2 separate regions of the Mus musculus genome follow, and region 2 is linked to region 1. The links are chromatin contacts, called in public promoter capture Hi-C maps. All regions are on one chromosome and are shown on one strand. Each heading gives the region's core, a stretch centred on a gene start, on an enhancer-like site or on the middle of the called end of the contact. The rest is flanking DNA. Distances are from core to core; before and after follow the strand shown.

Evidence for each region. Promoter capture Hi-C pulls out the DNA fragments that hold promoters and counts their contacts.
Region 2: a contact with region 1 is called in a promoter capture Hi-C map of pre-B cells, with 3 times the contacts expected there. The contact joins the enhancer-like site here to the promoter of Snapc5 in region 1. A contact is called at or near these places in 11 of 39 promoter capture datasets (the 3T3-L1 cell line, 3T3-L1-derived adipocytes, the C10 cell line and 7 more), 10 of 115 datasets of contacts at active chromatin or transcription factors (the 230-238 cell line, T-cell acute lymphoblastic leukemia, astrocytes and 7 more) and 3 of 9 other capture datasets (adipose tissue, liver and pancreatic islet).

Annotation. Positions count from the first base shown.
Region 1 is chr9:64,177,691-64,181,190 of GRCm38.p6, forward strand. Snapc5 (small nuclear RNA activating complex, polypeptide 5) reads left to right here and starts at 1,607. Exons shown (of 3, transcript NM_183316.2): 1 at 1,607-1,730; 2 at 2,809-2,898. The coding sequence starts at 1,641. Rpl4 (ribosomal protein L4) reads left to right here. Exons shown (of 10, transcript NM_024212.4): 8 at 31-114; 9 at 207-327; 10 at 533-872. The coding sequence ends at 754.
Region 2 is chr9:64,789,070-64,792,395 of GRCm38.p6, forward strand. No RefSeq gene overlaps it. Among named protein-coding and RNA genes, the nearest start is that of Gm36365, 19 kb to the left of the region's middle. Within about 2 kb of position 1,787, at least 155 of the 459 cell types and tissues checked have an H3K27ac peak or open chromatin away from gene starts, as enhancers often do. A contact at or near this core is called in the 230-238 cell line, the HPC-7 cell line, adipose tissue and 9 more, where this site is marked.

The DNA of each region.
Region 1 (3,500 bases), core at 357-2,856:
ACTTTGGACTTCTCTCTTCCTTCCCCCCAGCCTGCCCATGCACAAGATGATGAACACCGACCTTAGCAGAATCTTGAAAAGCCCAGAAATCCAAAGAGCCCTCCGAGCACCACGGTAGAGTTTTAAAACTTAAGGTCTAACACTTGATACGACCCCTTGACTATTAAAGGGATACATGTTGATTAATGAATGCTACCTCTTGATAGCAAGAAGATTCATCGCAGAGTCTTGAAGAAGAATCCACTGAAGAACCTGAGAATCATGTTGAAGCTGAACCCTTACGCCAAGACTATGCGCAGGAATACCATTCTTCGCCAGGCCAGAAATGTAAGTCAGTTTGGCGTGTCAATTTTTTTTTTTTATTAGATTGCCCCCTTCCAAGACAGGAACTTACTATGAAGACGCTGGCGCCCCCCCCCCCCCCAACCACACACACTTGTTTCTACCTCCCCAGGTACTGGGGTTAAAGATGTGAACCACGATGCGCTCATTGAAGATAAGATTCTTAATTTTCTATTTGTTTTTGTTGCAGCACAAACTTCGTGTGAAAAAGCTGGAAGCAGCAGCTACTGCACTGGCAACCAAATCCGAGAAGGTTGTTCCAGAGAAGGGGACTGCAGACAAGAAGCCAGCGGTAGGCAAGAAAGGAAAGAAGGTGGATGCCAAGAAGCAGAAGCCTGCAGGGAAAAAGGTGGTTGCCAAGAAACCAGCAGAGAAGAAGCCTACTACAGAAGAAAAGAAGCCAGCTGCATAAACTATTAAAAATTGTTAAATTCCAGAGAGCAAGTAGAGACCGCATATTTCAATAAATCAAACATGTGGTGACAAACCCTTGTGTGACTCTTAAATTGTGGATGTTTCCAAGCCCCTTGAAATTAACCTTTTGAAGAACAAGTGGCAAGATGTGAGACTTCATGGTCAAACTTAGGTCATCAGAATTATAGAACAAAATTTTTTAAATAAAATTTCATTCTCTAGGCTGCTTTGTTCCACATGGTAGTCTACTTTATAAACTGAACTTGGGATAAATAGCTAGGGGCCAAGTCCTATGAATAGTGTGTAGTTATGGTAGCCACTAGAGGGCCTATGATGGTAAAAGGGAATGGCGGGACCACCACAGCTATGGCCACTGTGTCTGTAGAGGTGCAGTGTTCTTTGTATGAATCAGTCTGATCATCCTAGAATTATCATCGTTTCCTCTTGCCTTGATGTTAAAACTGCTAGCAGATAATGATGAGCGTGGGTAAAAACACTCCCTGAGACAAGGCAGTTCCTAAAGGTTAGTAGCATTCCTGTCCTTACTAGGCTTAGGTATTTTGGGTATTTTGGTTCCTGCCTGCATAAGTAGCCTTTGCAGAGATTAAAGTCACTTGGAAAGTAGGTGACAGGGTGCTGAGATGAATGCTATCCTAAAGCCTGTGGGGCCAATTTACTGTGAGGGATTACCAAGGGACTGAAGAATCTCCATGCTCTTTGGGATTCCACTTTGTTTTCAGATCGTGGGAGCTAAGCCCCTACTGGCCCTTCAGAAAACAGCTACGAGAAAGTAAGCCCTCAGCCCGGCGCTGGTCTCCGCAGTCGGCGGTGACGTCATCACCGCGCGCCTAGTAGAAGGCAGCGCCCTAAGGAAGTGGAAGGGGATGTTGAGTCGACTGCAGGAGCTCCGCAAGGAGGAGGAAACCCTGCTGCGTCTAAAGGCGGCTCTACACGACCAACTGAACCGCCTCAAGGTGAGCGTACAGCTTTCCAGCTCTAGCCCCTCGGGACGTCGACGGAGCGCGGCGGTACAGCTCCAGGCCGCTAGGTGTTGAGCAGGTTTAGCTCCTGAGCCCGCATCTACCCCGACCCAGCACGCCGGCTCACGGGTTACTGCTGTTTATATGCACTAGAGGGGGCTTTAGTGTTGTCATGCTAGTACTGAATCTCAGACCCGCTTGAGGCGCGAATGAAGTCTGGGAAAGAAACTTGTCCGCTTGAGTTCCCAGTAACTCTTCTGGGAACAGAGAATGACTCGGATGCAGATTTAGGTGCGCTTTGATCACGTCCTAGACATAGGGGTAATTTGGTCCCTGTGAAATGATCATGGTAATCCCTGGTCAGCACTCATGGGCAAGATCTTTAAATGTAAGTGACATGAGGATTAGAGGAGCCCTTTATAAACTGAACTTGTATACTTGTGGTAAAAAAACGATATGCAGTTTTTCTCAGGGCATTTATAAACTGCCCACCCTTATTGCAACAGAACCTCTTACAAGTACATGATCGTGTGTTGAAGATGACCTCCCAAACGCAGTTACCCTGGTGCACCAGGAAACACGTGCATTTTTTAACATTCTGCCTTTACTTTCTCATTAATGAGTAGACAAGCTCAATCATAGGACATCCATCTGTGTCTGTGGAACCAGCTGTCTCCTGGGGTGAGGGAGGGGAGAAGTGGTCTCGCCTGTGTAACCCAAGCATGCTTTGAACCTAGTGTGTAGCTCAGGTTAGTTTTAAACTTATGATCCCCTTGCCTCCCACATTTCTAACCTTAGTGTAGTGGCACTTGCCTTTAATCCCAGCACTTTGGAGGCAGAAGCAAGTAGATATCTGTAAATTCAAGGCCAGCTTGGTCTACTGAGTTGTAGGACTGCCAGTGTTACAAAGAACCTCTTCATAGGGAAAGAAAGGGGTGAGGAGGTAAAGCTGCCCTCCCCTTCTAGAGCAGTTCAGGGATGCCAACCTATATGGCATCTAGTGGAATTCACTCACTATAGTAACCCAGCAGAATACTCAGTGAAATAAATATCTTTGACTTTTCTTTCCTAGGTTGAAGAATTAGCCCTTCAATCCATGATAAATTCTCGAGGAAGGACCGAGACACTGTCTTCTCAGCCTGCACCTGAACAGTTATGTGATGTAAGTTTAGTCAAGTACAGACTTCCAGAGAGAGTGTAGAGTCCCATTGTGCCCGAGCTCTTTGGGCAGGCAAATGCTGTATGGCACATTATTACCAAGTCCAAAGGACTCTGGGAAGTACCATTCAAATATTTGGGGGCCTGGGCGAATTTATTGTACACTGAACCTAGGACTTCATACAAGGTAAGCAAGTACGCTACCAGTGAGCTGCATCTCCAGCCCCTCATAATTTGTAGTTCAGTAATTAGCTAATCTATATTAATCATCCAGACAATAGCAAGTACGCTACCAGTGAGCTGCATCTCCAGCCCCTCATAATTTGTAGTTCAGTAATTAGCTAATCTATATTAATCATCCAGACAATAGCTTATCTTTTATACTTTGTCAAGTTTAGGCAGCCTCTACTCTTCTAGTGTACACCAATATGCCTCGCCTACCCAGGTCTCAGATTACTCCATCCTTTCCAGCTACTCAAAGGAACCCCAACAAGCTAGCAGTGGTTGTTGTGTGTTTGTGGTGGGGCTTCTGTTGAAGCAGTGTCTTTTGTACCCAGGCTAGCCACCGTATGTTCTTCTCTCCTCCTGGGATTACAGGCATGTGCA
Region 2 (3,326 bases), core at 537-3,036, 610 kb after region 1:
TTTTTTTTTAAATTTAATCTTCTTGATTGTTGCTAGTGGGAGGTACAGTATGAATTTCCAGCCTGCCATATGCCAGGAACAGAACTCTCAAAACTCAACTTGACATATATGACAATATATAGAAATGTAAGTTTATAAATAAATACATGTAAATTATAAATCTGATGTCCTATCCTGTTTGAATGATAATTACATTTTTCTTTCTGCTACCAAAGCTTTAAATGGGACAAAAGTGATTGAATTAGAGAGAGCCCATGGTACCAAAACTGAACTAGCTCCTGATGAAAGACATTAACGTGCTAAAATGCCAATAGGTTCACGTGGTTATACCAAAGCAACCCAAAGACCGACTAGTGACCACAGTGTTTAAAATATTTCTCAGAAGATGACTACATGGAAACAGAATAACACGTCAGTCGGATGGAAAGAGCTACGTTTCCATAGTTACGTTAAAACATAACAAGCACGAAGGGGAAACGTCTTTTGGTGGTTGATAAGCAAAAGGGAAGTGAGTCTTGTGCTAAAGTGTTACCAAGTTGTTTTTTTTTTTTTAAGAAAATTTCATTGCATTTATGTATTTTTGTGCGTTTATGATGGGTTTCACAGCGTGTATGTGTGTGGGATGTGGGGTGGGGAGACAGGGACGGCACTCAGAGGATAGCTTTTCAGGAGTCCGTTATTTCCTTCCTTTATGTGGGTTTCAGGATGCAGCTCAGGTTCTCAGGCTAGGCAGTGAGTATCTTTACTCACTGAGCTATCTCACTGGCCAAAGGTGTGTTTGTTTGTTTGTTTGTTTGATTTCTTTATTTTTTATTGGTTATTTTATTTATCTACTTTTCAAACGTTAGCCCCTTTCCGGGTTTCCACTCTGAAAGTCCCCCATCCCACCCCAGCCCCCGCCTCCTCGAGGGTGCTCTCCCCCGCCCCCAACATTCCCCCCACCCACTCCCTCCTGCCCCACTACCCTAGCATTTCCCTACACTAGGGCATCAAGCCTTCAGGACCAAGGCCCTCCCCTCCCATCGATGCCCGACAAGGCCAAACATCAGATCAAGAGGGAACGTTTAAGATCTCCCGTCATCCTGCCATCCTTGCTCAAATCTAAGAGCATTTGTGGACAAACCACACATATAGTGACCGCTAAGACTTGATGTTTCTGTCATGTAAAAAAACAGTGCAGACACCTGTTATTTGTGGTTTAATTCTGTTATTTGTAGCTTTTATATGGAAACAAATTCAGTGAAATTCAAGCAAGGGAAGGAGAGTTACTCTTAGCCCCATATTATATTATACCTGTTCCTAACTTGAAAAAAAATTATAATCATATCAAATTAGGCCTGCAGACCTGTCCAATCATGTTTTCAGGCATTAGGTATCCAGGAAGTGTTTGTTAAAGCAATTGCTTAATGGACAATATACAGTCTATTATTTTAAAGAAAGTATAGTGGTGATAAGAATATTGCCTTGAGGAGAGATGGCTCAGCGGGTAAGGGCACTGACTGCTCTTCCAAAGGTCCTGAGTTCAAATCCCAGCAACCACATGGTGGCTCACAAACATCCGTAATGAGATCTGACTCCCTCTTCTGGGGTGTCTGAAGACAACTACAGTGTACTTACATATAATAAGTAAATAAATCTTTGAAAAAAAAAAAGAATATTGCCTTGAGTAGTGTGGGGAAAACATGAACTAAGGAGGCCGGCTGGAGCTCGGTGCCTATTCTCGGACTCTCTCCTGCTGTGGACTTGGGTAATCTGTAACTACTCTGGAACCCAGTTTCCTCATCACTTGCTCTATTTTTGGGTCAAACTGCACGGACGCTGCCTGTGCATGCTGCATGATTTCCCAACTCACTCTCCTTGTCTTTATAGTTACTTCTCTAACATGATCTTCCAGCCTGGCTGGTAGCTCATCTAGTAAGTGCTTGTCTAGCTAGCATAAAGCCCTGGCCATGTCTCAAACGAAAAGGACGTTTTCAATTTTCTAATATATAGCAGCAGATTTTTTTTAAAAGCCATCATTTATATGCATACATCACATTTAGCTCCATTTTAATGTGCCATACTTCTGTGTGCCTTATATCTGCCAAACAGATGAAGATCAACAGAGGTGACTGAACTTGCATGAGTCCCTGAATCTTTCTTTCCCTTTCCATCAAGCCATTTTGCCATCCCAGAGCTAACTTTAGCAAGAGCTATTGTATGAAGTGCAGTGTAATTAAGAGAAGCTGGTTTGGAGCTTTTTGTTGTTGCTCTCTTCTAAGACTTCTAATTCAGAGTTGCATGGGATGCCTGGGTTTTGGAACCAAGCCAGTGCCTGGAGAATAATCTGAATTGTAAATGTTAGGCTAAGCTGAGACATATTTACAAAAGCTGAATTCTAGGTCCTCTTCTCTGATGGTCTTCAACATGAAGATGAAGTTCTAAGTAACATTTTCCTTCTGTGTGAAACAAAATGAAAGCCCAAGTCCTGTCTCCTGGGACTTGAAGGGGTATGTTTGCTTCAACACAGAGGAAGGAGGAACCTTGCTTGCTTGCCCTTGTGAAAACCACAATAAATACTTGTATCTTTATTTATTTCTTTTCTTCCTTTTCTTTTTTCCTCCCTCCTTCCCTTCCTCCTCCTCCTCCTTTCTCTCTCTCTCTCTCTCTCTCTCTCTCTCTCTGCCACATCTTCAGTCCCTTCTCATTTTTTTTCCTTGATGGAAATCATCGGTAAGCTGGGATACATTGCCACACTTTTTTTTTTCTTTGCAGTGGTATTGAAAGAATGTAGGAGACTGGATGAAAGAATGTGAGGGACTGGATCCAAAGAGTCTGGCCCAAACCAAATAATTTGGACCACAAAGCTAGACTGGTTTTTCCTATTTCTCAAAATAACTGGGACAGACTGCATACTAAACCCCCACTTTTCTTTGTGCTATGAAACCATTGCCACAAATGCAAGAGATTCTTCACTCTTCAGGTCAAATCCACACCATCCTTTGGTCCTTTTATATAGGGAACAGTTATTTGCATCATGGAGCTATGGAACAATGGTATATGTGATTCCTCCACTCCCAGTGCTAGCTACATGGGGAAGATTTAAATGTGTTGATGACAGTGGATTTAGTGAGTGAATTTCCATTAAACTGCTAATAAACCAACTTCTCCCCCCACCTCTGTGTGTGTGTGTGTGTGTGTGTGTGCGCGAGTGCTTGTGTCTCTCTGCCTCCCCTACCTCCTCTCAGACACATTTTCATGTAGTCTAGTCTGGCCTCAGACTATGTAGCTGAGGATGGCCTTGAACTTCTGATCCTTTAGCCCCCACCCACCTCCTGAGTATTGAA